5 separate regions of the Mus musculus genome follow, and all the other regions are linked to region 2. The links are chromatin contacts, called in public Hi-C, HiChIP or PLAC-seq and promoter capture Hi-C maps. All regions are on one chromosome and are shown on one strand. The core of a region is the stretch at or near the end of the contact, and the rest is flanking DNA. Distances in the headings are between cores, read along the strand shown.

The links. Promoter capture Hi-C pulls out the DNA fragments that hold promoters and counts their contacts. A called contact is a pair of places that touch in the nucleus more often than the background predicts. HiChIP or PLAC-seq counts read pairs in DNA pulled down with a chosen protein or histone mark.
Region 1: a promoter capture Hi-C map of embryonic stem cells shows a contact between it and region 2, with 2.1 times the contacts expected there. The contact joins the enhancer-like site here to the promoter of Rhoj in region 2. A contact is called at or near these places in 2 of 39 promoter capture datasets (embryonic stem cells and hippocampal neurons) and 3 of 115 datasets of contacts at active chromatin or transcription factors (Th17 cells, embryonic hindbrain and embryonic stem cells).
Region 3: a Hi-C map of muscle stem cells shows a contact between it and region 2, with 2.1 times the contacts expected there. The contact joins the promoter of Wdr89 here to the promoter of Rhoj in region 2. A contact is called at or near these places in 1 of 15 datasets of contacts at CTCF or cohesin (the NIH/3T3 cell line), 2 of 484 Hi-C or Micro-C datasets (muscle stem cells and neural progenitor cells), 3 of 115 datasets of contacts at active chromatin or transcription factors (T-cell acute lymphoblastic leukemia, bone marrow-derived macrophages and embryonic stem cells) and 1 of 9 other capture datasets (adipose tissue).
Region 4: a contact with region 2 is called in an H3K27ac HiChIP or PLAC-seq map of large pre-B cells, with 2.3 times the contacts expected there. The contact joins the promoter of Sgpp1 here to the promoter of Rhoj in region 2. A contact is called at or near these places in 1 of 39 promoter capture datasets (cranial neural crest) and 1 of 115 datasets of contacts at active chromatin or transcription factors (large pre-B cells).
Region 5: a Hi-C map of uterus shows a contact between it and region 2. The contact joins the promoter of Ppp2r5e here to the promoter of Rhoj in region 2. A contact is called at or near these places in 1 of 484 Hi-C or Micro-C datasets (uterus), 3 of 115 datasets of contacts at active chromatin or transcription factors (the 230-238 cell line, bone marrow-derived macrophages and embryonic stem cells) and 1 of 9 other capture datasets (adipose tissue).

The regions. Positions count from the first base shown.
Region 1 is chr12:74,888,043-74,892,169 of GRCm38.p6, reverse strand. No RefSeq gene overlaps it. Among named protein-coding and RNA genes, the nearest start is that of Gm39473, 65 kb to the right of the region's middle. Within about 2 kb of position 2,554, at least 6 of the 459 cell types and tissues checked have an H3K27ac peak or open chromatin away from gene starts, as enhancers often do. A contact at or near this core is called in Th17 cells and embryonic stem cells, where this site is marked.
Region 2 is chr12:75,306,637-75,311,277 of GRCm38.p6, reverse strand. It overlaps Rhoj (ras homolog family member J), which reads right to left and starts at 2,965. Exons shown (of 5, transcript NM_023275.2): 1 at 2,277-2,965. The coding sequence starts at 2,454.
Region 3 is chr12:75,666,603-75,670,869 of GRCm38.p6, reverse strand. Wdr89 (WD repeat domain 89) reads left to right here and starts at 1,333. Exons shown (of 2, transcript NM_028203.1): 1 at 1,333-1,398. Gm34717 (a long non-coding RNA gene) reads right to left here and starts at 1,145. Exons shown (of 3, transcript XR_381697.2): 1 at 789-1,145.
Region 4 is chr12:75,733,670-75,737,987 of GRCm38.p6, reverse strand. It overlaps Sgpp1 (sphingosine-1-phosphate phosphatase 1), which reads left to right and starts at 2,259. Exons shown (of 3, transcript NM_030750.3): 1 at 2,259-3,075. The coding sequence starts at 2,425.
Region 5 is chr12:75,594,816-75,599,541 of GRCm38.p6, reverse strand. Ppp2r5e (protein phosphatase 2, regulatory subunit B', epsilon) reads left to right here and starts at 3,310. Exons shown (of 14, transcript NM_012024.3): 1 at 3,310-3,907.

The DNA of each region.
Region 1 (4,127 bases), core at 1,305-3,804, 420 kb after region 2:
TAAAAACATAGTCCTTTGCTCTGCTACTGTGTAATGATAGACTTATATTTACATATTCTGTCTATAAACATATATTCAGCCTTCTCAGTGAGATGATTAAGTCTAAATTTGTTACCAACTGCAAAAATAGTTCACACCAAACAACAATAACAAGACCATTTGAGCAGAAAGAAAATATTATTACCCCTTTTCTGTAGTTATAATGATTTTTCTGACTGGCACATCCTCCTGAAAAGTAAGAGGACAAAATGTATTAAAGGGCTTTTGAACATTTAGATAATATAAATGATCAAACTTAGCCCAACTGTAGAAACAAAGAAGAAACTGACAAGCAGACAAAGTCAGTTGCCTCTGTACTGCGTCGATTCTTCTTTAGTATTAGTTTTTCTTTTCTAAGCAAAGGAATTCGTCTATGAGCTGGCCCGAGTTCTCATGAATAAATTGTGGAAAATGCACTTTTAATAATGACATCCCAGGCACCCTTCCTCAACAAGCTGCATGTCCTGGCTTTCCATATCTCTCTATTGTAAAATTTAGATCTTCAGTAAAATATACAAATTTTACTCATTTTGAGAGATTTATCATTTGTAAGTTTAACATTAACTAGAAGTTACCATTTACTTTTAGCTACCATTTACTCCCTACCCCGTGTTAAAACATCAATTTAACTTCCCCCACATTTATAGATTCCTTCATCTCTAGGACTTGACTCAGCTTTCCTCTTTAAGAATATTTCTAAGGTGAGACACTTAGATGCTCAGTCAATTGACATTTAATAATAAGATAAAACACTTTCTCTAAATTTTAAATCTTTTAAATAACAAATTGGTTAATTGCATAGTGATACCTAATTGTATTCAATGCATCAACGTGTTAAGCAGTGACCGTGTAAATTTTGATTAATAGCTTCAATTTTTCAAGTATTTTGTGCTTCATGGATGCTTCTCAGCCATCTGAGAAGGGTAGTAACCAGAGGTCCTGAAAAAAGATAGAGCTCTCCCACACTACCATTTTGTCTTCTGTACCTCAAAAGCTCTCAGAAAGGCAAATAAATATGCACTCATGCACACACGCGCGCGCGCGCACACACACACACACACACACACACACACACACACACACACACACAGAGAGAGAGAGAGAGAGAGAGAGAGAGAGCACTTCTCCCTGAATAAGTCAGCTAACAATTTTAAATTATCTTTAGAATACTTAAAATCAATTAAACTCAATAATGAAGGAGGTTGGGGGTGTTTGTGGAATTGGGGGGGGGGGGAATTGGTTGTTCTGTGCTTCTTTACAGGACAGTAGAAGGTGTGGTTTGTTTTGGATTCTCATTAAAATTCTGAGTCCTATGGAGTAAGGAAGAGGTATGCAAATCAGAATTTTTAAAATACCTACCCCATGTCCTATGTCCTGAGATACTAGTCTATACTCTAAATTAAGATTTTTCTCTCTCTTGCTCTTAATACAAGGCTAGTGTTATTTGCAAGCTTTGTGTGGGTCAAGGCCATTGAGAATTTGGACAGTCCAACCTGTGTGCTTCATCTCTCTTCATAGTCATTGAGCACTCGCAGTACTAAACAATGTACTTAAATAATCATATTTTATTCTGCAGCACTCCTATGAAGGAATAAAATAAGAATTTAAATAGGATTGCAGTAGCCGATTAATAACCAATAAAGCCGTAAGGCGGAGACTCTAACACAGACAGCTCTACTTTAGAGAGAAAAACACCTTCCTAGGGTCGTAAGGTCAGGCTCTTCCAGTGTGAATTCCACATTTTTCAGGACATGTGCATTCAATAGTTCCCCAAATCAAAATAATTAATTAATATATATATATACCTTGAAACATAAATGCTTGTTTTTCATGTGACCAGAGAAAATGGCAAAGATTGTTATCATAACTGTTATGGGTAAAGTGTGCCATGAGGCAACAGCTAAATTTCCCTTCAGTTCTCCCAGCAGTTGACAAGCAATGGGGGTAAACTGGGAAGTGTAGTCATAAGCAAGAGGCAAACGAAACATACCACAGATGTGTATATTTAATAGTCTTCAGGGTGAATTTTCATTTAAGAGGTAAGTTAAAGTTAAAGGAAGCAATACATGTTCTTTTTTTTTTTTTAATTTGCTTTTATTTTTACTAGTGGGATTTAAGATTTAAGTGAGACAGAGGGCTTTTTTTAAGCCATACATAGACTAATATATAGACTCAATGCAATCATATGCACACACACACACACATACACACACAATCTTTGTTTCTTTTCTTTTTTATTAGACATTTTCTTTATTTACATTTCAAATCTATCCCCAAAGTCCCATATACCCCCTGCTCCAGCCCTGCTCCCCAACCCACCCACTCCTACTTCCTGGCCCCAGCATTCCCCTGTACTGGAGCGTATGATCTTCACAAGACCAAGGGCCTCTCCTCCCATTGATTAGGCCATCTGACAGAGGGCTTTAAAAAAAATGAGGGAGGGACTAGACCATCTGACAGAGGGCTTTTTAAAACAATCAGGGAGAGACGCTTATTGGGTGAGGCCAGGAAGCAGAGGGGCAAGGTGAATGTCCCAAGGCTTCATGTCTCCCTGCGAGGAGTGCTGGAGCTCTTTCTGGTTAGGTCACTTTCTGACCTTGACATTTTCATGTGAACAAGGTGCTAGAAGCACATTGTTAACCTGTGCTAATTGTGGCATTTAGTCAAAGAGCACTGCAGAAAAGCTCCAGGGTGTTAGGGAAAGAATGTATTTGCCTCTTGGCTCACTCCTCTTTGTGTGACATCTTCTTAACAGTTTTTGTTTGGGCTAATTTCGAAATTACATTGCTGTAACCACGGTGTTGATTTTAATGAAGCATTAGGAACTAGTTTGGAAACATGTTAATTTGGGTGGGTCTTTTTAACATGAGAGGATACTTTTGTACCTATGTTCAAGTTTTAGATATTGGCTTGGGACTAGCCAAGTCCAGGTCTCTACTTGGGTAGTTGTCTTGCATCTTGATTAGATGGTTTCCTAAGGACTGGCATTTATGCAAGAATCACTGGCTGATAAAGCACCAGCAAAGACAAGGCCAAAACAAACAAACAAACAAACAAACAAAAAAACCAAACCCCTCACTGCTTGAATAAACCAGACTGTTGAGTATTTTCCCTTAATAATTAATGCAAGCAAGATTTTGCCAAATAGCATATCATTATTATCAGCTAAATCGTCTTTAAAATATTGAGCCACCTCGTTCCATAGTGAGATGTCTAAGTAAAGGAAAGTGATCAACATCAAAAGCTGCATAAAGATCTGAGTTGGTTCCAGACTTTCCCAACCAAACTGATGGAAATATTCCTGAAAATAGCACAGTTGATCACATAGTTGATGAGCTAGTCAGTGAACTATGCAAATTAGATGAATGATTCTTTGATAGTTCTATGTCGAGGTTTGATGGGACTGAGTCTCTTATTATATGTGTCAAGTATGTACCGTTAAATAAAATCTAAATGTACTTTATTTAAAATCAATTATTTAATGAATTTCATTTCAGAAAACTTAATGGCAAGGACTGCTTTTTGGACCCCTGAGGGAAGGTTTCAGGCTGGGAGTTCAGCATCTCCATCAGTGACATTATGATGTTAAGTTGGCTCACTTTCTGTAGTGGATTTACTGACTTTCTTTCTGAGCAGCTGCCTTCCATGCTAAAGCTAGACACAGAGGAAAGGAAACCACACAGACTTCACCTAAGAAACTGACTCAAACAATCACTGTCATAATGCATAAAGTCCCTCCCTAGTGACAAGGGTTAGGGTAAGTTGGACACTAGGTTAGAATCATTTTAATCTCAATCCTACATGTTGTGGTAAAAATTTAATTACAGTTAGCAGTAGTTTCCTGTTGTTTATTGAGACAATAGTGACTTCAGGAAATGTGTGGTACTCCAACAACACTACTGAATTATGCATATCTATGATATAATGAGAATTCTGTATTTCTTTTAACTCTATGGTCTACTGACTTTGTGTATAGCAGTGACACCATTTTGTACCCTACAATGTAAACTCCTGACTGATGTTGCTACAGGGTTTTTTTCCAAGTTCTCAAATGTCTCTGCCACAGTAACCATATTTGTGGATATTAA
Region 2 (4,641 bases), core at 1,716-4,215:
CTTTCTCAAGGCCACAGAGTAAGTGACAGAGAAGGCAGTATTAGAGCCAGGTCATGTGGTATTGTTGTACTCAGTCCTACTACATTACATACTTTCCTGGCGTGGACCATCATTCGTGAACTATCTTTAAGAGACAGGCTGTCTTTGATTTCAACTGCAGTTTTTTTTTTTTCAAAAGACACGGCAGATGTGTTTCCTGTTGTTCTATCAGAGTGGGTCAGTAGGACCCAGGGAACTGAAAACTGGATCCAGATGCGAAAGGGGGCGTTTGGTTATTTTAGAACTGATCTGCTCCCTGATGGCCGCCCACGGGCTGATGCTCGGCCAGAGCAAGTATGAGCAGGGCTGGGTCCTTGGGATAGAAATCAGCACTCAAGAGTCTCTCGTGTGAGCGTGGCTCACGCCTTTCCCTGCTTTAACCACATGGATAGCACGTGAGATATCATGTATGAAAGAAGTATATAGAATAAACGGAAGTCACCATGTTCAGGAATGTCTACTGTGTACAAAGTACTGCTCTGAGTTTCGGGGCTGTGAGTTCTTGGAAGCTGAAATTATACAGTTTAGTTCCTGAAAAACTCAAGTATTAAAACTTCTTTGAGAGGTTTTGGTGCTCAACCACCAGCCAGTGTGCATATAATTGAAACATAAAGTAACCCAGTGCCAGCAAAGTCCAGCTGGTTTGACCTCTAATGTTTTTTTCCATCATAGGCTAGCTTTATTTCCAAAGATGGTTTTGTCTTTCTTCCCAACACCACTTCGATTGGCTCACCCGAAGGACGGGTATCTGGAGACATAATTTCCCAGGCACTAAGAGCCTTTCCTTTTAGTAGATTTTCGGTTCTGTCTTTGATCAGAAAGTTCCTGAAATAAAGTACTTGCCACCTTCCTGTCAAGCATGAAGAAGACACAGGAGAAATAATTTCTGCTATGATGTTTTTCAGGACCGGAATTAGAGTCCCTTCCTCAAAGCACTTTACAACATTTTTCCCCCTCAAGATAAACCTCTTTTTGTCTTTTTGTGTTCTCATTAAAAAGTTCTTCCTTGGCCAAACTCACTATGTTTTCAGAAAAGCTCAGGAATTTGGTCTTCAAATTTCTAGGTAATTTCTACAGAGTGAAAGACCTAATAGGAAATGGACGCCCTTGCCAGCTGCGAATCCCTCCCCTGTCAGCTGTGTACCACTGCTGCAAATAGGTCCACTTAAAAGGAAGGGAAGATGGGGGTGGGGGGAGCCCTCCAGAGAGGATGACAAGCGTCTGCTTCCTATGGAGGGAGGATTTCAAATGGCCACACAGCAGAGCTCCAGGCTGACTTCCTGTGAGGGCTTCCTTTAGGCTGATCCTGATCCCAAGCCAAGGTGAAGAGAGAGACATTTCCCTTCCACCAGACCCCAGAGCTCTGATAACTCAAGGGCAATCGATCGAAGTGTTCAAAAGCACTATAAAACTGAGGCCACAGTAAGTCCAAGGCAACGGGTCAGTTCACATAGGGGAAGCTTAGGGGTGGCAGCTATGTCAAGAAACAAGGCATGATGCTGACTGACATCACCACAAACCTTCAAACCCTCAAACACTAAAACTCCCCTGAAAGGATTAAGTTGTGACTACAGCATCGGGGTGATCACGGTTTAAAATACTAGATACTCAAATTTGTCTTTTCAGGACATAGTTGAAAACGATTTAATTGCATTTGAATTTTTTACTTTAAAAAACATAGCCATCTTTTACTTAATTTTCCACTTAGTATTTAAAAGCGTGGGACACTTTTCTCCTTATCTACCATCCCAGAAGAGTGAAAGTACAAAATTTAAGCCCCAAGTAATCCAGGAAAAAAAAAAAAGAAGGTTTTATTAGCTGGTTCTATTAGCCGTTTGATCATGACTAGCATGGAGTAGAAAAAGTTTAGAGAGTAGAACACTTTCCATGTGTCTAGCGGTGATTTTTTTAAAATGGAATATTTTGCAATACACTACACTTCAAAAAAAAATAATTACCGTGAAAAGTTGAAGAAAGTTTAGGCAAAAATGTTGAGAAACATTTCTGGAGGATATTTCCCCAGGATTGCACATTTGTTTCAATAGGAGAAGCATGTGAATGGATGTACAGGGTCTCCGCAGGATCCTAGCACCATTCTTGATGGAGTTACCTGGTACCTGCCAGATCCACATCAGTCTGTGACTTTCTGGCGAAAGCCAGGTCCCTCTGAACGCTAGGTAGCTGTGCCCAGAACCCCACCGCTCATCTAGACGGAGTTGGTCCCCACGCTTTCCTACCTGCGTAGTGGTCAAACACAGTGGGCACGTATTCCTCTGGGAAGGCGTCGTTGGCGTAGCTCATCAGCAAGCAGGTCTTCCCCACCGCGCCGTCCCCGACCACCACGCACTTCAGGATCCTGTTCTCCTCATGTCCATTGCAGCCGCAGCTGCTGTCGGTCCTCTCTCTGCAGCTCATGTTGGCGGCTCCCGCAGCAGCTGCTGGGGCTTCTGCAGTGCATGGAGCGGTGGCACCGGCCCCAGGCTGGAGCTCAGGCGGCCTGACTCTGGCTGGCCGGGCTCTCCCAGGCACAGCCCAGACACACTCGAGCCCCGCAGCTCACCATGCTGGAGAAGGAAGGCACTCTTGGGAGGAGGGATGAAAAGGGTCTGTCCCTTTCTCCCAATCCCAACGGAGAAGTGGAGTTGGGGGTAGAGCTGGAGTTAAGAAACTCTCATGTCCATAGACTTCCCGGGACTTCCTGGCAGTCTAGAAATATCAGCAGCCCGTGAGAATCTCACTCTACCCTCCCCATCCCCAGCCTGGCTAATGACACGGTGGGATTTGGATAACTCCTGCCCGGTTTTCCACCACACAACTAATATGGAGGAGAGAAGGGCTTTTAAACGGAGTTTCCCCCCCCTCGCTTCCTCCAGCTTGCCGAGTGTCAGGAAATCGTGGGTTTCCTGCTGCATTCCATATTAGGATCAGTGGGCCGGGGAAGGCGGCAACAATGGGGCTCTGTGCGTGTGTTTGGACTTCTGGGGAACCAGGCCAGGACACGGAGAGGGGAAAACACTAGGGGTCCTGCAGCCAGCTTAAGCTGTCAAACTTCCTGCTTTATCCCCTGCTAGCTAGCCAGGCTGCTGGCTTGTGGCTGGGAAGAAGCCAAAGAAGAAAGGATGGAACCCGGGGAGCAGTGTCTGCCGCGGAAACTAGGGAGAGGACTGAGTTTGAGAGCTTGAGGGAGCTGAGAGGACCTCATAGGGATTGCAGGCTAACATATGACGTCATCCTCCCTCCCTGACTCACCAGTTCAAATCGACAGTTTTTTTTTCCCTTAAACGAGAATCTCAAGCAATTCTTTTCCGCAACAAGGAAGGAAATCTTCCAGAGTCACACGATTTTGAAGAGGGGGGAACGTTGTGCAGGTTGTAGGTATATTATGAGTGACCAAGTTTACAAGTCTGTGTTTGAGCACAATGCTCAAATATACATTTCAGACTCCCCAAAACAACCCCAATGATTTTTTTTTAAACAGAGGAAATCAATCAGATATTGGGCTCAATCAGATATGCTGAGCTCAGGACTCACACTTTTGGAAGTGAGAGAGAGAGGCACATAGTGTGGCCTTTTGGCTTGGTTAGAGTCTCTAATGCTGTGTATGCATAGAGGCTTCTCCTTTTCTTCGAATCATCTCCCCCTGGGTAGGCCCAGCTCTCCTCAATGACACAGGCGCATAGCAGCCAGTTTGGTGCCTGAGAACGAAGCCCCATTTGATAATGGACAACGTGAACCTACAAATGATTTTGACGAATGGGTTAAAGTAAAAAAAACCCTTTGCTTTCCTATGAGATTTTGAAGATTGCAGATTATCTAAGGGCTTTGAGCGGTTTCACTGTGGCCGGGACGGGGAAAAGTCAGCTTTAGTGACTGTCAGTAACTTAGGTACCTACAACTCATGTGCATGCTGTCAAGGTACAGAGTCCACACCTCTTCTGTTTTGAATAGAGTAAAACTTGCCATGATGCTTGGTGCCCCAACATTTCTTTCCTATGAAAGAAAAACATTTCAATTAGGTATAGAGTGTATCAGGGATGTTATGTTACCATAACAATAATCCCCAAAGTTCAGAATTCGAAATAACTTTCTCTTTCTTCCTTCCTTCCTTCCTTCCTTCCTTCCTTCCTTCCTTCCTTCCTTCCTTCCTTTCGTTCTTTCTTTCTTTCTTTCTCTCTCTCTCTCTCTCTCTCTTTCTTTCTTCTTCTTCCTCCTCCTTTTCCTCTTCCCTCTTCTTTTCCTCCTTCCTTCCTTTCCTCCTCCTTTTTCTCCTCCCCTTCTCCTCCCCTCCTTCTCCTCTGCACCCTCCGTTTCCTTCTCCTCCACCTCCTTTTCCTCTTCCTCTTCCCTTTTCTCCTCCCTCCTTTTTCTCCTCCCCCTCCCCCTCCCCCCCTCCTGTGTATCTTGTATACAGCATTGTTCTTTTTATTCAGGGTTGGGGCTGATTGAACTGTCATGCACACCATGGCAGGTGAGGAAATGGACATGGAGAAACTCTGGCTCTGTTTTCTTTAGGAAGTGACCCTCTGCTAACATTCCCTGGCCAGAACAAGTTGCACGCTTATAGGGGCTCAACTGAAGGGTCAGAAGCATCATCCTACCCTG
Region 3 (4,267 bases), core at 84-2,583, 360 kb before region 2:
TGTGATATAAAGATCAGGGCATGGCAAAGACCAAAACCCCGGGGGGTCAGGTTACAAGCCCCCTAGGATGGCAAGCTCCCAACTCCAATTTCCCCCAGGAATTCCCTTTAGTAACTTCATAGATAAAGGTCCAGAAGGCAGTGGAAGCCAGCATCTCAGTGTTCAGGATATGAAAAGAGTATGTCAGTTCCCTAACCATTCTTAACCCACTGTAGGTCAGGACTCCTGGCTATGCCATGACACCAAGACCGATATTAATTAGAAACTGCAACTAATCAAACAATAATCTCTATCTCCAACTCTACTAGCTGTAAATGGGACCAACCTAAACTCACCTTGGGGGGATTTCCAGGGGAAGGATACCTTTTAACAGCACCAAGATATATCCCCTAGTTAGTTCCCCTTATTCAGATTCCTGTGGGTATACACAGCACGTTAATTTCACGAGTCCCAGCCGAATGTATTTCCAGGGACAATCTGGCTTGTTTGCATTATCGCTTAACCAAGTACGTATTTTCTGAATTGTTTACACTGGAAAACGCGGTCTCATGGTTGTTATACCACAGGTATTCATCTATAATGAAAAGAGGGTAGAGTCCACCTAAACTAGATTCAGGGCTTCTTGGTGTTCAAGGACAGAGCTCATTCCCCTATTGGTAGGGCCAGATGTCATGTCTCCACTACAGTTGGAACATCAGCCCTGTATCAAACTAAAGTTTAAAAGCAACATCAAAATAGGACAGATGAGACAGGACCTGACCATTATGGACTTCAATTCCCAGAGTTACCTGGGGCCGAGGCAAAACTACCTCCAGATTTTGTAATTGCGCTCCTGTCAACCTTGAGTCATAGCCATGCTGGAGTGAAGGCCGGATACTGCTCGTTCAAACCCGCCTGTATAGCTAGGCTTTGTGATCACGTGTGGTTATTTCAGATCCACGAAATCCTGCCTCAGCCCCACTCCTCTGGTCCGCGAAATAACTTTACACCCGAGTCCGAGGAAGCGGAAGAAGTGCTGGAAGAAACTGCAAAGCCACATCCGCATGAAAAGGCGGAATCGGTGACGATCTTGCCTTTTATTGGCCACACGTCCAGGAAGCTGGGTCCCAGGGACTTCCGTTAACCTGACCTAGAGGGAGGTGTTGTATGGCGTGGTCCGTAGACCGAGTTACGCATGCGCAGACCTTCTGCCCTCGTCCAATCGGAAGGTAGCAAGCAAAGGCGCGCGGCTCCCGCTTCAGAAGAGCCCGCTGGTTATGGTCCGGCCTCTGTGCTATGGACCAATCCGCTTCAGCTTCCTCTATATTTTTACCCAATCAGAGCCGGAGGGCGGAGTTCCAGCCGGCCGTGGGCAGAGCGTGCGTTTTCTCCAGCTCCAGTGTGGGGTTTGCTGCGGAGGTACTTTCTGCTGGGCAGGGCGGGCAGCTCTCTCGACCGGCGGCCACTGGGTGGCACGCGCGTGGAGAGCCCTGGGCGGGGAGCGCAGAAGGGGAGCGGGTGGTGTGAGAGGGAGCACGTGCATGCGCAGGGACCGCGTGGGTCTCTGTATGCCAGGATGTGGGGTCCATGCCACCCGAAGGTCTCTGCTTCAGTTTCGAGGAAGGGTGGGTAGGTCCCTGCTCGCTCTTGCCTGCCCTTCCTCTCACTCATCCCACACCCACCTCCTGGCTCCGGCCTTTTTCCACATCAAAAAGCAGATTTTTTCATTTGGTACGCGGAGCCAAGTCGTACAGTATGTGCTGTGATGCAGGCTACTAGGCTAAGTTCCTTACGTGTGTGGTGTCATCTAGGCCACACAGCTGTCCACCGAGCTAGGTGCTGGTCGGGTGTGGTGAAGCACACCGGGGATCCCAGTACTGACTGGGAGGGAGGTAGAGGCAAGAGGATCTCTTTGAGTTTCCAGCTAACCAGTGCTTCTTGGGAAAACTTTGTCATGCACACACACACACACACACACAAACCTAATTCACAACGAAAACCACCCAAGAGGCAGTGCTGGCAGCATCTTATTTTTGTGAAATGTCTCATTTAGGCTAACTCTGACAACTTAAATTGAGGGAATTCAGCTTCCACAAATGTAAAATTAAAGATAGTACAACTAGTAAAACGCTCCTGTTTTCTTTCCTAACTTGAAATTGTTTTAAAGCCGGGCAGTGGTGGCACACGCCTTTGATCCCAGCACTTGGGAGGCAGAGGCAGGCGGATTTCTGAGTTCGAGGCCAGCCTGGTCTACAGAGTGAGTTCCAGAACAGCCAGGGCTACACAGAGAAACCCTGTCTTGAAAAAACAAAAAAAGAAAAGGAAAGAAAAAAGAAATTATTTTAAAATCCTAAACAGTGTACCAGGAAACCAGTTAATTGGTTATTATCCAAGTAAGATGAACTGGTAGGAAGGCATCAGTCTAAAGGTCTACTTCCTAACTTTGCTTTGCAATCATCAGGTTGTTAAAAAGTGCATGGTCCGTGCCAAATTGCTTCTCAGTGTTGTGATAATTCAGTGAAGATGTGGACTTATAGTCTATGTTATTGGTATCAACCATACCTGTTTCTGCTTCTTGTTTAAAGACCACAAAATCATGCAGCCTAGTTAACAATGTAAGTGTGAGATACCTCTGTGTTGACTACTTACCCGCCTATCTTGGGGTCAGGACAGTACTATCTAGAGAGCAGAAGTGAGAAGTGTCTAGCTCGTCTTTTTACCTTAGATTTTATAGAACAGGGCAAAAGTAAGTCAGCCCCTGTGACTGTTGAGGTTTCTTTCGTGTCCACCTTTGTTTAAAATCTTGACTGTTTTCTGCAACTTTCAGGGTTGGTTGGTTTGGGTTGGTTGGTTGGTTTGGGGTTTTGGAGTCAGGGTTTCTGTGAGGTTCTGGTGGTCCTAGAGCTCACTTTGTAAACTAGGCTAGCCTTAAACTTAGAGAACTTGGTGTTCTCTCAAGTGCTGGAATTATAGGCTTTCACATCAACCGAACTGCACCTTCTATTTATTATAAATAGAACTGAAAACATTGTGTGTTTTGTGTGTGTGTATGTGTGTATCTTTCTTGTTGTTTTTGAGGCAGGGCTTCAACCTATGTAGCTTTGGCTGACCTAGAATTTAGGCTAGCTTTGAACTCACAGATCCACCTGCCTCTGCCTCCTGCATGTTGGGGTTAAAGGCCAGTGTCTCACATCCAGCTTAAGACATTGCTTTTTGTTGTTTTTTTGTTTTGTTTTTTGAGACAGGGTATCTCTGTATAGCCCTGGCTGTCCTGGAACTCACTTTGTAGACCAGGGTGGCCTTGAACTCAGAAATCCACCTGCCTCTGCCTCCCGAGTGCTGGGGTTAGCTTTTTGTTGTTATGGTTTTTTTTTTTTTTCTTTCCCACTCTTATGCTAAAAGAACAAACAAAACAGAAACCCTACATTTCTACATTTTCAGTGGTCTCTCTAAAACAAAAGACAATCAAGTGGAGAAAAGAAGAAAACCTCACAGTCTCATTGTACTTTAGTCTGGACTCAAGCTCAAATGTATTAGTTGGAATATATACAGTTCACTGCTAAGCTTTCTGTCTTTGAATATTTTATTACATTGTGTGTGTGTGTGTGTGTGTGTGTGTGAGAGAGAGAGAGAGAGAGAGACAGAGACAGAGACAGAGACAGACAGACATGGCACTGCAACTGTGGAGGTCAGAGGACAACTTGGAATTTGCTCTTTACTTCCCCCTTGTAGGTCCAGGGAATCAATTTTAGGTCAGATGAGCACTCCCACTGGCCCTGTTGTTTTTGAAACAGGCTCTTGCACAATACCCCAGGCTGTCCTGAATTCACCATTTACCTTAGGTTGGCCTCAAAACCAGTGCCTCAGCTTCACAAATGCTAGGATTATAAGCCATCATAGCTGAATATTACTAAAGTTTTGAAAGGGTTTATTAGTCTCAGATTCAGATGGCTGCTATAACAAATTACTACAGATGTAGTGACTTACGACTGAATGCATGTGGCACTGAAGAGATGGCTCAGGGACTAGGAATGGTTTCTGTACAGGGTATGGTGGTCTATGCCTTTAATCCCAGCATGCTGGAGGCAGAGGCTGGCAGATCTCTTGAGTTCAAGGCCAGTGAGTTCTACCTAGTGAGTTCTGGAACAGCCAAGGCTACAGAGAGAGACCTGGGCTGTCTCCTGACCTGTAAAAGCTCCCTGCTCTTGCAGAGGACCCAGGCTCCATCTCCAGCATCCACAGTGAGCAGCTCACAAGGCTCATTCATTTCAGCTCCAGAGGAGCTGGA
Region 4 (4,318 bases), core at 1,010-3,509, 430 kb before region 2:
GCCTTTGTTCAAAGGCTCTACTGGAGGTGGAAGGCACAGGGTCAGAAGAGTAACTACAAAAAGTGCTTGTTCCTGATAGAGAGCCAGTAGGATTTGTGACAGAAATTCAGACAGAAATTAGGAGAACTGGGTTTGAGATACAGAAAAAGAATATACAAGTAAGATGTTAAATAAAAGTTACAGAAGTCACAGAAGACCTTTATTTTAGACAAGGCTCTTGCACTAGGCTCAAAACAAAAACAAACAAAAAAGAACTAACCAAAAACAGACACTCCTTGCTAAAGGTCTGTGCCATAAAACTCAACCTGACTCTATCTCCACTCTATAAGGAGAGTAACTTTGAAATGGCCACTTTCCCCACATTTTATTTTTTGAAAATACTTTAGCCCCTCCTGCTTCAACTTCCCAAGTGCTGGAATTACAGGCAAGCAAAACCATACCCAGTTTGGAGGCATGGATTTTTTTTTTAAGTTCATACATTCATTTTTATTCCTTCAATTATTCAATATTTGTGTTGGGTGCTAAGGATATAGAAATAGAGGGTAGTGTTTCTGAGGCAGAGGCGAGAGGATGCTACAAGTTCGGGATCAGTCTTGTTTATATAGCTAAATTCCAGGGTATCCAGGTTACATAGTTAGACCCTAGGGGTGGAGGGGACATATAAAAAATTATGTGTGATGTCCATCCTGTAACCCTACAATTTGGTGGTCTGGGGTTTCAAGACAAACAAAATACTCAGTTGTAGCAAACACCTGTTAGCTCAGTACTTGAAAATCAGACTTGGTCTCCACAGCAAGTTTCTGGCCAGCATAGCATGTTTTATTATAGATTATTTTTGCCAAATGCTAATAATGGTCTTTATTATTCAGAAACATCAACTAATAACACTACTCTGTGTATGTTCTGCTGGGCCCAAACTCAGAGCTTCCTGCTTGCTGGCTAAGAAGAGACACCCATAGCAAACCATGGTTACTTTGTATACCATTCTTCAGGCCCAGTATTCCTTTTCTCATGCTTGTCTGCTTTCCTAGGCTGTAAACGCTTTTACTTATTTTGATACAGTATCTTGTTATGAAGCCCCAGCTGTCCTCAAACTCCAAATCTTCCCATGTCAGCCTCCAAGCGCTGGGATTCGTCTGTGCTCCCTCAACCTTTCCAACCTCAGCAATTCCAGGGCCAGGGACTCGAGGCAATCCTCTTTATGACTGCAGCAAGTGGAATAGGAGGAGCTGGGAAGCAATCTTTCTTGGGAAATGAAACTATTTCTCATGGCTTACCAGCATGGAGCATTTTCCAGCCTCTTTCTTGGAAGTAGTTCAGTCTTTAATTATAGACATTCGTTTGCCTTGACTGAAAATAACTTCCTGGAATTAAAACTTTGAAATCTTTTAATAAAATCGGATCCATCTAGAAGTTAAAGTCAAGTTTGTGACTTGCAAGACAATCCTGTTAAGATTCTAGTTCAGCCTATCAGATTCCAAGTTCAAACCTGGCATGGTGCCCCAGTAACCCCGAGTCTTGGGGGGCTTCACCAGAAGGATCAACAGTTCAGGGCTAGCCTTAACTACATAGCAAGGCTGAGGCCAATCTCGGCTAAATGATATACCCTGGTTCAAAAACAAAAACAAAACAAAACAAACAACAACAACAAAACAAAAACAAAAACAAAAAAACAAACAAACAAAAAAACAAACCCGAAACTCACAAAAAGAAAACGATAAAAGACAAAACAAAAAATACCCTCAGAATTCTCCACGCTACATTCTCCCACTAACTATGTGTTCTGAGCAATCTTGCTAAGTGCTAGAATTTATTAAGGAAATTTTACACCTAAATTCGCTTAAGAGACGTATGTGATGAGTGACAGTCAGATTTTACTTGGTAGGTGACTGGCTTTTCCTTTGCAGACCACAGCTGTGTCAGCGATCACATACCCAGGCTCTGTCCTGGATTATCTACGGTTTTCTAATCTTGCCACCGCTGGTCAATTGGCACGTGGCTTTCCGGACATCAACCATCCGAGACAGCTCTGAAATTAGTTGCTAATTAATGGCGTGAGTCGGACGATTCCGGTTTCGCGGCGGTTACTTTGCCTCCATTCATCACGCCCCAATTGATTCCAGGCTAATAAAAGCCGCGGGCAGCTCCTGGGTCACCAGCCCTGCCTAGACCCGCACTGTTCTTCGCACAGCAACCAGGAGCACCGGGAGGCGGGGCTTCGGCGACAGCTCCGGGCTGCGCGCGCGGCGCGGGCCTCCGTGAGCGCGCCAGGGGAGGGGCGCGCGGGGCGCAGGGCGCGCGCGGCGGCCGCTGCGGCCTGTTGGCGCGGTCGCCGGCAGCCTCGAGCGAGTCGAGCTAGGCACCGTGGCGGCTGTGGCTGGCGAGGAGCGCGTGGCCGGATCAATTCCCGAGTGGCCCGCGACCATGTCCCTGGGGCAGCGGCTGGCTCTGCTGGCCAGCCGTCTGCAGGAGCCGCAGCGGGTGGCGAGCTTCCAGCGTCTGTGTGGGGTGGAGGTGCCGCTCAGCAGCCCGGCGGCGGACGAGGATGCAGAGACCGAGGTTCGCGGAGCCCCGGGAGAACCCCGGCGACGGGGACGGCAGCCGGGCGCTGAGGACAGCCCCGCCAAGGCGGACTGCTGCGGTGCCCCGAACGGCGTGCGCAACGGGCTGGCGGCCGAGCCGGGCCCGACCGGGCCCCGCCGCGCGGGCTCGCAGCGCCGCAACTCGTTGACGGGCGAGGAGGGCGAGCTGGTCAAAGTGAGCAACTTGCCGCTCTACTACCTGTTCTGCTTAGGCACGGAACTGGGCAACGAGCTCTTCTACATCTTATTCTTCCCCTTCTGGATCTGGAATCTCGACCCCTTTGTGGGCCGGAGGCTGGTGATCATCTGGGTGCTGGTCATGTACCTGGGCCAGTGCACCAAGGACATCATCCGCTGGCCACGGCCGGCCTCGCCGCCTGTCATCAAGCTGGAGGTCTTCTACAACTCGGAATACAGCATGCCCTCCACGCATGCCATGTCAGGCACCGCCATCCCCATCGCCATGTTCCTGCTCACCTATGGCCGCTGGCAGGTACGCTGTGCCCCTCAGCTCCACGGTCGAGTTTCCAGTGCTTTCTGAACTTTCTTTTTCCCCTTTTTTTAAAAATTTGCCTCTTCCCGTCCAAAACCCCAACCCACAGGTTCTCACAGTACCCACGCAGGTCCTGTCAGAGTTCTAGAAAATTAACTGATGACGGTTCTTAAACACTAAACTGTATTTTAATACAGTTGGGTATAGTTTCTTAGACCCCCACCCCCCAAGGAAACACTTTTCGTGCATTGAATCCTTGAGCTTAGACTGAGTTTTTAAACTTAGTTCGTCTGATGCACAGTGGTGATTCAGTGTACTTAAAATGAAACACTTGGTAACTGAGACCCGGTTTCACTGCAATACATGGTGTTTACAATGTAAAATTAAAGAGTGTTTTCAAAACAGTAGTATAATTTCGGCACAGGCACATTCCAAGCACTAAAGTAATGACAGTTAAGAAAAAAAGCCGAAAGGTAAAGGAACAGAATCTAGATGAGTTCGTCGTAAAGGATTGACTGCAGGTCTGTTAAGACACTTCACTTCTGTCTCTGGTCTGGAGAACCAGTTGTTAGTTGCTACACTGTTACTATGGCGGTAACTGTAACCCTGCAGTTATAGGCTTTGCCTTCCGAGGAGCTGGATTGGTTATAATGGCGTTTGACATCGGGGGCAATTTGTCCATCAAGAGTTTTTAATGGTAGTCATTTTTTTAATTTGCCTGCGTTTTGGGGCTTCCCTAATTTGAGCTTCCTAGGGTTTGTTTGCAAGTGATACTTGAGTTTACAATTTAATTATCTTTCACACAGAAGCAAAATATATTTGTCTACTGGTCTTGCTTTATCTGTCTTAAATTGTATGATTTGTTAGTCTTTCGGACCAGACTCTTAAGAATAAAGTGCATCGGTTTTGGAGAATCTAGGAAAACTCATTATCTTTTTTTTTAACTCCCTTTTATTGCACAAGATTGAGAAATGCCAACTGTGCTGTAAAACTCCATTATAGGCTTACTTAACCCACGTTGAGTTTCAGTATGGGTAAATGTTGCCAGTATCATCCCAGGCCCTCTCTACTGTGCAATTCATCTGTTTTACAGTAACAGAAATCAGGCATGGACCCAGGAAGAATGACGGAATTAGGAGGGGAGACTAAGATAGAAAGTTCTTTTCTTATTTAACCCCTGGTGATACATGGTCACATTTGGATTGTAAAAACAGTGTTGCCTGTTTGGGGTGGAAAAAAAATA
Region 5 (4,726 bases), core at 2,061-4,560, 290 kb before region 2:
TGAGGATCTGAAGCCAGGTCTTATACTTTCAGGACAGGCATTCTACGGATGGAGTCATGTCCCCAGCCTCTCCCCTCCTCTCTTTCCCCATCAGTGATAATAAAGCTTCTTTCTCTCCCTGGATCCGTCACAGAAACTCCCAATAAGACAGTGCAAAGGTTCTTAGACGGTCACTGCTGTCAGTTTAGATTCCAGCTCAGACTGCTATGTGGAGTGTAGAGCACATAACCATTTCAGTCTTGAGCCATGATTAGCCACGTTAGCCACACAGAAAGCTGTAGAAGAGCTATGACCTTTGAAGCATATCTGAAAATGTAATTGCAGTACTAAAATTATGATTCAAGAAAATGTCACTGCTAAGGGTGTTTCCTAGAGGATAAATGCAATGCAAAGAAACATGACATCAGTTCCTTGGGTACATTAGCTGGGTGGATTACACCTGACTCTGTTGTCCTAAGCAGCTGTTGCCACAGCTTTCCCAGTCTTCTTACCTCAGTCCATAACCAGCTTCACGGACTCCTGCCTCCCACCCCCCCCAGCAAACGAGACTAATTTACTTCTGAAGATGTGTCTAAGGGATAGTCAGTTCTACGATGCTTCAGTTTGTCACTACGTAGCTACCACTCCATACCCTGTGTCTTCTAATCATGTGGTCAGGTTGCCAGCAGATTCCCCATAAGCTCAGCTTTGAGACCTGGATAGTGGATGCTTTCATGTGATAACAATGAACTGAATTTTGTCACTCGATAATGGCCTCCCCATGGCTTTAACATCTTTCTTTTATATCTAGGATAGCAGTCACCAAATGAACAAAGGTTCATGCATCTCCATCCGTGCGTTTTTTGAGAGCATAATATTCTAAATATGTGTATATTTGTTCATAAAATAGGCACACATCGGCTTCGTCGCCTCACCACTCGGCCACAGCATTTGTTCACCGTGGTGATGGTGGACATGAAGGTCCATTTCAAACTGTTTTGGCGATTTTTCTACTTAAGTGAAAGTATGGTTGGACTTATTAGATTGTCACTTTAACTCTGAAGGAGGGCTGTCAAAGATTTTATAAAAGTTATTTCTAGTATTTGCTCTTTCTCTTGTTCCCTTGTGAGACTTCTGTAAGGTCATTTGTCTGCTTTGTAGGTTTAGTTTAATTAAACCTAAAGAATGCACTCATGGAGCCCAGCAAACACAGGATGTCACAAGTAGCAGAGACCCGCTCTGCTCTCCTCTGCGGGTGGACGCTTCCTGCTTCCCCCTAAGGACATCTATACTGCTCTAGCCAATGGGCCATTCCTTCTGTATTTAGAATACTGAGTTTAATACCTCATCTTAAACTTAAACATAGATGCCCTCATTTTTTTCTTGTGTGTTGCAAGTGGATTGCTTTGCACTCTCCTTGGAGAACACCCCACTTTCCCTGGGCTCTGTAGATCTTATGAGATTCTTGGCCCCGAGAACAAACCTCACACAGGCAAGGATGTTCCCATATTAAAAAAGACCTCCTCATCTCAGTTGCTCAGCTATTTTATAGAAAATGAAATGACTTTGAAATGAATTGTCTTTATAGCCATCCATAATTTGCAAGCAAAATCCTCACTCTACAAAATGTGAAATGTTCTAAGCAACAGCTGTGAGCATTTCAAACGTGCACTACTTTTTAACGGTTCAACTGTTGCCAAGGGAAATTGAGTTGGCTTCAAAATCTTTCTTGGTTTTAATTTTGCATTTACCAATCAGACGTTGAAGAAACATGCTCTGCTTGGCTAGGATATTAAACATTTCTAAAGACTGAAGTATGGAAATATAAGTTACTTGAAGCCAGGAACCAGACTGGAATTCCATATAATTCTGCAGCATGGGGCAATGAACTTTATTAGGGTAAAAATGGCCACTCAGTCAGTCAGTCAGCAGCCAGTCTTCTGGGGTCTGCTTTCGTATAAGCCATCTTTCCCATTTCAGTTCAGGGCAGTAACATTCTCTTTCATAGTACAGAATTATTTTTCTACCCAACAGGATAGAAATTTGCAACAAACCAGAAACGCAAACGCATGGTTAGCACTTGTGGGTATGATACAGAGAGCTTTATAAATGTATATTCCTTAACTGTACAGAACATGACATGATACTGAGAGGAAAAACTCGGCTACAGGATGAAGCATTTTGAGTTTGAAAAAGAATATACATACATGTGTGTATGTATGTATACATACATATATATATACATATATATATATATACTTGTGTGTATATACATATATGAAATATAATACTAAAACTACATCAAAATGACTGGTTATTTTGGGTTTATGGATTATAATATTATTTCTCCTGTATTTCCCCTCCCAGATTTCCAAATTTTGAGCAGCTGGTAGTTTGATCTTTGTAGTTAGTATTTTTTTCTTCTTTTAACTATTGTACGTAGCCTGCATTCAAATTGATTGATGGTCTAAGAATATTCTTTGGAAACGTACCATTTGGCCTAGGGTTCACCAATGATGCAAAAACATGTATGTATTTTCGTCCTCGTTCTAGATAGAGGTAAGTCTTCTGTTTAAACTCAGACTCAAACTATCAATTAAAATCTGTCGAGTTGGGGGCTGGGTATTTCGGAGTCCTGAAAGGGCGAATGCGGGTATTCTGAATGGGAGACTGCAGAGTTGCCATCTGCATTAACTCCCGGAGCGCGGGCCCCCGCCGAGCCTGGCAGGGGCATCAGAGAGCTGATATTCAGAACTGGCTTTTGGGGGGACCAGGTGAGAGTCCAACCGGTGGCCAGGCCTCCCACGAGTTGAGCGAAGGACAGCCACTGGGGTATTTTTCTGCCGGCTTCCATGGCCGCGTTTACACAGGGCTCAGGGGGCCGTGGGTTCCGTGCGGAGTGGGGCTTGCGGGCTGAACCGTGAGGCACCAGGACGGCCGCCCTGTGGCCTTCGGATACCCGGGTGAAGACGCTCGCGGTCCACAGGGTTCCGCCTGGCGGAAGCTCCAGTCTCGGGCGCGCCCGCCGAGCTCTCCTCAGGCCTAGCAGACGCCGCAGTACCCCCACTTCAGGCGCCCTGGCGGAAACGGCGGCCCGGTCGCCCGAGCTCACGGTAGCATCCGGGTCCCCCGCGCCTCGCCCAATCGAGGGCCCCGTCCCTTCACACCCTCCTGTTTCCCCGCCCCCCCGCGCCGCCAATCCCCGACCAGCTCTCAGCCGAACGTGCTGGCCTGGGAGTGAAGGCGCGCGCCGGCCAATGAAGTCTCGCTTCCCGTTTGAAGTCTCCAGTGGGCGGGCGTCGGAGGCGGGCTCTGCTAGCCAGGAGGTTCGGTTGCGCCTGTGCCATGGACTCAGCCGCCCGGTGATATTGACAATAGGAGAGAGAAAGGGGCATTGACGGGGACCCTGCGCGGGTAGCGAACGGCGGCTCTGGCAGCGGCGGCTCAGGCGGCTCCAACTCTTCCTCCCGACTCCCGCGCTTGCTGCCGCTGCAAATCCAGGCTTCCTCCCTCCTCCCCCTCCCCGCGTCGCCGCCGCCGCCGCCGCCGCCACCACCGCCGCCGGGTCCGGTGCAACGAGCAGAGGCGCCGCCCGCCGGGAATGTGAACGAAGAGCCACCGGCCGCGCCGCAACCGGGTCGGTGCCGATTTGATGGGACGGGCCCGCGGGGGAGGCTCGTGAGGCCGCCGCTGCCACTGCCGGAGCGCTGAGGTTAGGGGCCAGCCGAGAGGCCTAGAAACACTGCCGCTACCGCGGAACCGGAGGGACGTCGCCCCGGACGGCCGTAGTAGCCCGGGGCTCTCCGCCGCTGCCTGGACCTCCCCCCGTGCGTCCCGGGCCGTCGCCCGCCCCCGCCGCGGCCCCTAGCTCGCAGCCCACTCCGCGCAGCCACAGATCATCTTCCGATTCTTTCCCAGGAGCTTCAAGGTAACTTCAGCTTCGGGTCCCGCGGCTTGCCTCCCGGGGAACCCGCGGAGCGGCGGGCTCGGGAAGGCCGGGCCCAGGCAGCTGAGGGGTGCGGCGGGGTGGGGGGAGCGGGAGCAAGCGCCCGGCCCACTTGTCTGATCTACCTGCAGAGGCTTTGGAGGCCAGCACCTCTCTTCTCCTCGGCCTCGCCGGCTCCTTTTCCTCCCTCTTTTGAGGCGTTTTCTTGCCCCCCCCCCGGCGGGGGCGGGGGAGCAGGGAGGAAGATTCCGTGGCCGCGCAGCTTCTCCAGGGCTTGGGGTTTATGTGAACATACCTGCAGACAAACAGGCCACTTCCCTGTTTTCATACCTCCCCCTTGGAAAAGCCCCAGTAGTGTGCTCTTTAGAGAATGCTAACGCTTTGGGTGCAGTGGCCCAGGTGAAACCTGTTTCCCTGGGCTTTGCAGGGACCCCGCTGTTACCATCATTTCTGCAATGCTTTGAGTTGAGATCCTTGACATTTTATTCAGAGCTGCGCGCATAAGAGGCAAATGATGAAAAAGAAAGCTGCCTATAGATCATCGTTAGAGATGAGAGAAGAGAAATAGAGACAGAATGAGGGATGGGGGGAACGAGGCTTACAGAAATCTGTGTTGCTAGGGTTAGAGTGAAATCTAAATAATTCCCAGATGAAATTGTAATATTCGTCCCTAAATTTACAGCATACCAGTGCGATGTGGAACTTCTTGCTGAGGTCTGACATTTTCGATAGTATTTATAATTTATTATTCCGTTTTTTATATGTCACATTATATTTCAAGCCAAATTAGAGTTAAAAGAA